2 separate regions of the Mus musculus genome follow, and region 2 is linked to region 1. The links are chromatin contacts, called in public HiChIP or PLAC-seq maps. All regions are on one chromosome and are shown on one strand. The core of a region is the stretch at or near the end of the contact, and the rest is flanking DNA. Distances in the headings are between cores, read along the strand shown.

Region 1 (4,620 bases), core at 1,210-3,709:
GTACATTCTGTTAAGTGACCAATAAACTATTTCTATAGAATGAATCTAAAGCTTGTATTGAAGACTTTGCAATATTAAAATACTAAAAATATGTTCCATGAAAGTTGGCCCAAGGGAAGGTACATAGATGTAGGCTGCAGAAATTCCTCGAGAGATGAATCTTCAAATCCAAGCAGAAAGCCAGAGCTGACCCAAGATCTGTGCCACTCTCAGCCTTGCTCAAAGAGCTTCTTTTACAGTGGACAATATTCAATGGAGATCATTATAGCCAGTGAAATGTTGAATACAAGTGACAGTGAGTTGTCTTCTCTCAATGGGAGATTTCAACCTCACAGTTGAGGAGACATTATAGAGGAAGAGACAGAAAAAGGTGTATGAACCAGAAGATAAGGAGCAGCACTATGAAATACTGTATCCAAATATGGCATGCTGGCTTTACTCACACACATGAAATCACAATCACCAAATATACATTTACAAAAACTGTGTAAGATTAAGCCAGTTAAAACTGCAGCATGGTTAGGCAAGATACCCACAAAGAGTCCATGACAATCTGAGGAATTACTAGCAGCTGATAGCTTCTGGGGGGGGGGGGGGGAGGAGGAGCCATTTTTCATTGAGGATGTGGGTTCTGATAGGTTGCCCATGGATGGTCCCATACCCATGTTTACAAGGACAACACTAATTAGGATCAGTAGGATATAAAACAAAATAACTAAAAGTGAAGAGGATATAGTTGAGAGGCGATATGCTGGGGTAGTGTCTTAACTGAATTGGTGGTGGTGGGGTAAATGTGATCAAATTACAGTGTGTGTGTGTGTTTGTGTGTGTGATAGAGAGAGGGAGACAGAGAGACAGAGACACACAGAGAGAAACAGAGACAGAGAGAGAGAGAGAGAGAGAGACTTGCAAAGGCTAAATCAAAACTACCACTAAAATACTAAAATAAAAAAAAACACATCATTACAAATTTTTAAAATGTGCTCAATGAAAAACAAGTTTGGATATTATGCCTTAAGAAAGTATTTCTCTTTCTTCTAACAGACTTATGAATTGATTATCACAACCCTCTTTAGCAAAGCCCTGGGCTAGTGTAATTCCATATAAAGAAACTGGGAAAAGGATAATGGTTTGTTTGGCTTTGTAAGCCAGAAATCAAATGGAAAAACCTGCTTCTATTTTCTACTACCTGACTGACAAGAAATGCTCATGAAGTTAGCATATCTGTGAGGCATGGGTGTGAGAAGTACTGGTGACCTAGATTAAAAATAAAAAAAAGTGCTCAAAGCTGCGAAAGGACAAAGAGGAGACTAAGGCCAGGAGTAAACAATCGGGCTCTGGGAATTACACGAATGAGTGAGGTGTCCTTTTTATTACATTAGTGACATAAAATAGCATCAAACTCTGCCCAGTTTAGCTTGTATGGGAGGGCAACTTTTCCATCAGGGAAAGATCATGATGGAGACACTTTGGAGGAATAAAAGTTGGAGGTACTATCAAAATGCAGGAGGTAGCCCAGTGGTTCTGTCTAATTGCTATGCAGGCATACTTGCAAGAGTGCACAAGAATTTGTATACCACCACCTTTATCTTACGTGTTATGCGGAGTGGTAGAAAAGTAATATAAGTATTGGTACTAGAGACACAGGTTCCAAAAGCCATACTCTGCAATGCTGGTCATTAAGATTAATAAGCAATGTTCATAACCATTAACTTCACCATTAAGGGAGACATATCTATCTGGGCCTTTTGGATAGATATCACACTACTAAAGGTACTGATGCTTTATTATTATCGTAATTCTAAAACTCACCTTTGGCAGATAACTTTACTGTAGTTCCCAAGTACAGAAAAAAAAATAATAAATTGCCTGTTGCTTTCAGAACTCACTGTTAATATTACATTGAAGCACGGGGGAAATCAGCATAATTAGAGGCAACCAGCTTGTTTAAGTAGAACTGGTTAATTAAGTCACAAAATTCTAAGGGCGGATGATGAAATAAGCAGACATATGCACTTAGAGCTTTCTGTTCTGCTTTTTTATTTTTCTTTTAATCAAATGGTTCTAGCACCTGGGCTTTTTCAAATGTCCTTCTGTTGAATATCGCTTTCAAGTGGAAGTTAGCAAGGACAGTGCTCTCTGGTAAATGAGCTCCTCATTTGGAGAGTAATGACATGCCCACACACACTCTCCACAAGAGCAACCCCACTATCTTCATATCTTGGAGAGAGTTAACTGGATATGCAGAATGGGCTGCAACTAGCCTACAGCCTCTCTCTGACCCGAGGCAAGAGGGTTTCTGAAAGAAGATAGCCGAGGAAGCTGGAGCCTTGCGCTGCTGTGTCGACATGTCTAGAGCTCAGAATAAAATTGAGTTTCCTGCTTTAGCCATAGCCAGTTCTTAAAATAACCTGAAGAAATTATAGTTCTGATTACATAGAAAGTGAAGGACTCAGAACATTCTCCTAATAAAGCCAGGAGAGTGACACACAGCTTAGTCACTGCAGGCCTCTAACGGGAGTTTTAGAGAGGAAAAATAGAGCTTTGAAATTGGATAATTTGATTTGAAATCTTGCCTAATTATTTTAAGAATGCAGAAAACCTTTCGTTTTGGCCAAAAAAATAATGATCTGGAATCCAATTATGAAAGAACAGGCTTTTAAAGTGCTTGCTATCTCCAGTAATGGAGGGGGAAAATGTGTCTTTTAAATCTCACTCTGCTGCAAATCTCTTTCTTGGATGTCTTGCTTTTTGCATTTTGAATGGACAAATGTAATATAATTTCCTTCTGGAAACATAGCATTGTAAAAGTTAGATGAGATGTTTAAGTCCTTTTTGGATCGTATCTAGCAGAGTACAGATTTTTAAGAACAAAAACACTTCTTGTTTCATTTTAATTCCCCAAGGGAGATATCTGACATAACCAGATGCCTGGATATTTGTCACAGCATCGACCATTTACCGAGAATCCGTGCCCAGCCTCCGTTTGATTAGCACACCATGAATAAAGTAGGCAAAGTTGAGAGAGCCTCTGATGATCCCAATTAAAAATTATTAGTGTCTATCATGTTTCAGCGTCCATGTGTGATCCCAAATGGCGTTTCTCCCTCTGCTAGCTTTCCATTTATTTGTTACATTCTCGGGATACTTAATGATTCATGTACTGTTTGAATGGCAGTCATAGAAATGTGACCTAGGATGCCCAATTATTAAGACAGAGAGAATGAAGCAATTGGAGGTGATCTTTTTTAAGATAATCACATTTTACTTGTAAACTAAGAAATTATTCAATGAAACTAACATTTTGAAATGGTCCTGGTTATGTTTAATATAAAGCTAGTTGGATCTTTATAGAGTTTGTCTGTTTTTACATGAGAGTTAAATTGGACTAACCCTCAGCACAGTGTGGTGAAACAGGCGCTCCAGTGAACATTTGTTGAAAAAAAAAATCAGTTATTGAAACATTGTATCTTGTGTTATAGTTCTTGAGAAGTGGTGGTGAGACAACTTGGTAGAAGTGACTAACAACCACATATACACAGAAGGCAGGATGTAAGTCTCCAAGGTAATCAAGACCATCAGGAGGATGTTAGACCAAAATTAACACCGCGAGAAAATGTGTTATGCATATATTACAGCCTACGTGTGGGAATCTGTTCATTTATAGAGAGACTGCCTCCCTGTGAATGGCTGTGTTGGTAGTGCCAAGTACAAAAAAACCCACTTGGGGCCATTCAGAAGTAACAGCCACACATTCTGAGGCACTTTAGAGTCAGAAGATACCTTATTAGTAAATGCATCTGTAGATAAGTGTTTGAAAGGTAGAGCAGCCCAAGGACAAAGCCATGGAGAAGTCTAGGAATATAGCACTGTGCCTGCAGACTCTGACGATCCAAGCCCTTCCAACACTCTTCTGCACACCCATCCCGGCTACCACATTTTTAATTCTCTTTAGAGTGAGGATGATTGTCAGTTCTTCCTATGCCTGGACAGTCTCTTAGTTTCTTTTCAATTCAATCCAACGTATTAGCTCAAGTGAAAAGAGAAACAGGAAAGCGTTTGTTTGTTTGTTTTAAATCATCCAATAAACAAACCATACCTCTCTTCATCTTGATCCTTGTAATTTTGACTGGGAGCTCATAGGTGTGGTAACTGAGCTGTGGTCAAGGGTATGTCCTCAGAAGGGACAGTAGTAATATTATTTAAGAATATGTTATGTTCTATTCACTTAAAGTGTATGAGATTCCATCTGTATCTGCTGAGGACATTTTTTGTAGGTGATATCATCATTTCACAAGTGAAGATCTGAGGCCAGAGAGTTTCAGCCACTTCACTAACCAGTAGTTATAAGAAGCCATCTTAATTGGTCAAACTAACTGATATATTATCTTGCTTCCTTCCAGAAGTGCAGAGTCTAGGGCTGAGGTAAAAAAAAAGCAATGTGGACCTAATGCAACAGGTTTCACCTGTAGAAGAGACATGGTTGAAAAATTCTGTGAAGCTGTTCAAAAGAGATGAATAAAGGGAAGTCCAATGCACCTGAGGGCATTTGGAAGGCAGTCTATAACACTGGCTTATCAGGCTATGAAGCTGAAAACCAGGCGTGAGATCAATGACTTA
Region 2 (4,620 bases), core at 1,205-3,704, 540 kb after region 1:
TCAGTGCTTTAGTTCGGTAAGAAGTAGGTGTTAGCAAATCTGTTCAACCTTTGCTGCCCCAAGAACTAAGGCATGGAGAGGCTGTGAGCCCTGCTGAACGCCAAGCTGTAATAATATTAGAGCTGTCTTTTAAATAGCTGGCTGTCTCCGTCAGTAGCTGGTTTATTTGAAGTTTTCACTTCTTTGTTTATATTAGTCCCCCAACTCCCTCCTAGATGCCCCTAGAGTTAAACAAACAAGTATTTACCACCAAGTTAATTCTGAGTCTTAAAAATATAGACCAAACTTTAAAGTTCTTAAAATTTTTCAATCATATTTATTTATTGCAGAAAAATAATATACAAAAGATATTTACAAAACAGTCATAAAAATATGAATGCATTTAGACACCGGATCTATTTGCATTTTACCATGGGTCATCAATAAATAAATAGAATGTTGTCTTTTGTAATTTATGTTTTTCTTTTCCTTCAGAGGAAGTATGGTTTTTAAGGAATTCACTGACTATGATTTTGCAGGCCAGTTTGATCCCAGCGTTTTTATTTCTAAAGGTGTTAAAATTCCTCTGATTGTTACCATTTTAAAATGGAGCCAGTCCACAGGGATGCCTTTCCTGTCAGTGGCTGATTGGCAAGACCTCTTGAGAATGCATGCATGAAAAATAAAAATAAAACATTCTTCGTCAAAAAGTGGGGTGGGGGGACACAAACGAGTGTTCAGACTTCTATCAGAATGCAGAGGTGTGGGGGGTCTGCTGCTGCCCCTCTGGGAATCTCTGTCCACGGGCCTGTCTCGCTTTCTCTTTTAAAAGTGTGCCCCACGCCCTGATTCTTGTGAATTTGGTCTCTGCTCTTCTAATTTCCATGAAAATCTTTGTCATATAGATTTATTTTTAGTTATCCAGCTCCAGAGTCTCTAGACTGTCCATTTTCTCCTTCTCTGGAAACAATGACATCTGCAAAAACCCAGAGGGGAAAGTCGGTTATTGAGGATGTCTCTGTGGCTGTTTTCTATGACCGCTAAGCCCTGTTATCACTACCAGCGAGAATTTTCGCTGAACAACCTGGAAGGATTTCAGCCCAAGGGCAAGAGGAAGTGGGTGGGCGGAAAGGAGGGGGTGGAATTTGGAAACAGTTGTTTTAAGAAGGGAATTTTAAAGAAGAAAGAAAGGGGTTTGGGGGATGGCGTTTTGGGCACAAGGCCCCTATGCTTGACTTTCTCAATCTTCTGTCATGCACACCCCCGCACGCGCACACACACATACACCTCTCCTGGGCACACTGGTTCTCCCCGACCCTAGGACCTGTTTCCCCTGTGGGGACTGAACTGCTTGCCAGGGATGCGGGTGGAATGAGGTGGCGGTGCCTGGCTAGGTGGAGGGCAGCGAGGAGAGTGGAGGGGGATGGGGGGGGGATACCCAGCACGGTGGCGAGGTGAACAGGGGACCCGCGGCCTGGCCCGATCGATCCCTGGAGCCGGTCCTTACCTAGGTCTCCGGCCTGCAGAGGGGGTGGGGAGCTCCGCTGCTAGTGGGACGCGGACATGGACCAGGCCCCCTCCATCCTCCAGACGGAGAAGGCGTAGCTGAGCCGCTCGTGGGCCACATAGCTGCAGCTTGCCATCTTGGAGTCCAGCTCGTCGCTCTGCAGGACCTGGTACAGGAAGTCGATGTACCTGGCCGCCAGTTTGAGGGTCTGAATCTTGCTCAGCTTGTCCGAGGGCAGCGTGGGGATGATCTTGCGCAGGGCGGCGAACGCCTCGTTCAGCGACTGCGTGCGCTGGCGCTCCCGCACGTTAGCCATGACCCGCTGGGTCTGCAGCTCCTCGTACGACTGCGGGCTCCCGCCCCCGCTGCTGCTGCCGCCGCCGCCGCCACCACCTCCGCCCGCGCCGCCGCCGCCGCCTCCGCCCGCAGATTTCTTGCCGCGCTTGCCCTGGGCCGGGCTGCCTGGCTCGTCGCCGCCTCCGATGCCCCCGCCCGTGGCCCCGCCGGGCCCCGCGCTGCCGCCCGCGCTGCGCCGACTGCTGCGTCTCTTGCGAGCCCCGCGCTTGCCGCTCGCCGGCTGCTGCCGGTCCGGCTCCTCCTCGCTGTTGCTCAGGCTGTCGTCGGCCGGAGAGACTGGCGAGCTGGACACGTCCTGCATCATCTCGCGGGCGGCGACGTGCGGCCTCGCGGAGCCGGGACGGGGGAGGGTAGAGCAGAGGAGCGGGGCGCCCTAGCCCGCCAGCTTCCCCGCGCTCGGCGCCGGCCCGGGCGGTGCGGCCCGGAGGACGCAGGGAGGCGGGATGGGGGTGGGGGGACCTCCGCGGGGAGGGCGCTGGAGGCGGGGAGGGAGGCGGGCGGGGGAGGGGACGGTGTGGAGGGCCCCGAGGTCCAAAAAGAAGGCGCCCGACGGCCGCAAGCGCGCCCCGTTCCGGCCTGGCGCAGCCGGTGCCGGTGCTGGCGAGCCCGCGAGGTGTCTGAGAGTTGGGCGCGGGCTGTGGACTTGGCGGCTCTTATACCTCCGTGCGGGCGGAAAGTTTGGGGGCAGCGGTGTCATTGGCCTGACGTGGGGAGGAGGGACTTTTCGAAGTTTTATAGGAAAGTTTCCTCTTTCCAGCCCCCCTCCCTCGCCCCCTCCCCCCTTGCTCGGGGTCTAACAATTCGTCCTGCGAACCATTCAAAACCGACCTGGCCCGAGCGGCCAGCCCCTGCGCCCGCCTCTCCCCTCCCTCTCCCCCCCCCAGCTCTCCCCCTCCGCTTCGGGGAGGACGCGGGGCGATTTCCTTCCGCGCCAGAGCGCGCCCAGCGCCCCCGCACCCGAGCACAGCACCGCAAACAGGGGACTGTCTGGGTCGCTGTTGCAGTCTCCCCCTCCCCAAGTGGCTGTGACAGCAGTAGTGGCAAGCGGCTTCGACGCTCTGGGTGATGTCCCATCCCGCCTGGGATCCCTCGGAGTTCTCCGGGCCCTTTGGGGGTGGCTCGGGCCCGGGCTGCGAGGCAAGAAAAGTTTCAACAACCGAGTCCATCTAACGGTCAGGTAGAGGAAACCTCTAGTCGGAAACCTCTAGTCCCAAGGGATTCCCCGCGGCTGCCTGGCCCTGTGGTCGAGGGCGGTTCTCAAGACGTGGCCACATCGTGGGCGCTATGGATCTGCGCCCTGGCCTGCCGTGTCACCCCTCCCGGAGAAACGTCTGGGCTCTCCTTTCCTGCTACGGTGACCCAATCTAAAGTTTCCCTGCTCTCAGAGGACTGTGCTTCCAAAGGTGCTGGACCTAGGCTGGAGTTCATTCTTTTACAGAGAAAAGCCTTGTTCTTTTGAAGGGAGCAAAGCTAGGGAAAGATAGAGCAGCCTTGGTGCTCCACGCTGCCAGCCCTAGGTGGAGGAGAACCTTGAGAACATTTCATGTCCGCTAACTCCAAATTAAGCCCTGCATGCTAACCTTGGGTAGTCCATACATTTAAGGTGGGGGATCAATATTCTCGTCTTCCTAGGAGATCTTGTGAGTAGTTATGCTCCCGGTGCCTCAAATGCACTCAGCCATGTTGGTTGATTGCAAGCGGTTTTTTTTGTTTTTTTTTTTTTGTTTTGTTTTTTTTTTTTTTTTTTTTTTTACCAAATACCTTGAAACCCCAAAAAGGATTCTGGAAAAGTGGAAGCAGAGAGGTTAATGAGCAAGAAGGAGAGTGGCTATGGAAGCCAGTGATTGCAGGGCTCTTTACATTTTTTAAATATGTTTTATTTATTTATTTCTGTTTTTTAAGTAGGATGGGGATTTAGGGAGCCGGTACAAGGTGATCTCTTACTCAGAAAGGCAATTCTGGGTCCGGAGGAAGTAGCCAGAGTTTCAGGGGCAGAGTTTGCGGGCGTGGAGGTGAGCGTCTCGAACTCCTGCCCTGTTCCCAAGCTGAGGACCTTGCTAAACGCCCAATCCCCACTCCCCTGGCCAATCCCCCGGGAAACTGCCAGCTCAGCAAGTGCCCCTTTCTGGGTTGGACCAAAGGTCGCGGCCACCGACTTCCTGAGAAGCTGGAGGCCGGAGCCCCTGCGACGCAGGGCAGGCCACGTGGCTGGGTCCTGCTGAAGCTCTCAGCTGGGTCCCGGAAACTCTGGGGTGTGGAATGCCTGAGGCTAGTCCGAGGACTCAGCCTTTGTAGAGAAAGCTCTCTTCTGAGGCCAGTAAACCCGACTGTACTTTCATCCGAGTAGAGACCCCCCCCCCCCCTCCCCGGGCTTACCCTGCACCGTTTTTACTGATATCCAGAGACAATGACCACAGTGTGCCAACTGGCCGGCCTCGCCCGCCGCTACCATATTTTAAAATGACAGCCTGGCTGAAAACCAGATTCTACTTGACCTCCACTTAATTTTAATAGCTCGTAGCCAATTCTTCTCAAAATAAAGCCACTCCTGCACCCTTGCATTTGCATTTTTCACCGACAAGAATTTATCTCTTGGAAACAAAACGTGGCAGAAATTCTGCCGCATCCTCTTACCCAGTGCTCTCTTTTCTAAATATGAATTTCAGAGTATCTCGTAATTGGGTGACTGCGGAAATCTCGATTCACCCTTTATTAATATCAACCTCAAAAGATCTATTTTTTATTTTAGCTGAGTGTTAAAAATATTTCAAAGACAA

What was found. HiChIP or PLAC-seq counts read pairs in DNA pulled down with a chosen protein or histone mark.
Region 2: an H3K27ac HiChIP or PLAC-seq map of the NIH/3T3 cell line shows a contact between it and region 1, with 3 times the contacts expected there. The contact joins the promoter of Twist1 here to the enhancer-like site in region 1. A contact is called at or near these places in 5 of 39 promoter capture datasets (the 3T3-L1 cell line, hippocampal neurons and liver) and 4 of 115 datasets of contacts at active chromatin or transcription factors (the NIH/3T3 cell line, fetal liver, forebrain and 1 more).

The regions. Positions count from the first base shown.
Region 1 is chr12:34,496,905-34,501,524 of GRCm38.p6, reverse strand. All of the region lies in intron 4 of Hdac9 (histone deacetylase 9), which reads left to right. Among named protein-coding and RNA genes, the nearest start is that of Gm51984, 280 kb to the right of the region's middle. Within about 2 kb of position 2,459, at least 67 of the 459 cell types and tissues checked have an H3K27ac peak or open chromatin away from gene starts, as enhancers often do. A contact at or near this core is called in the NIH/3T3 cell line, forebrain and hippocampal neurons, where this site is marked.
Region 2 is chr12:33,955,505-33,960,124 of GRCm38.p6, reverse strand. It overlaps Twist1 (twist basic helix-loop-helix transcription factor 1), which reads right to left and starts at 2,454. Exons shown (of 2, transcript NM_011658.2): 1 at 1,487-2,454; 2 at 294-955. The coding sequence starts at 2,147. The coding sequence ends at 1,527.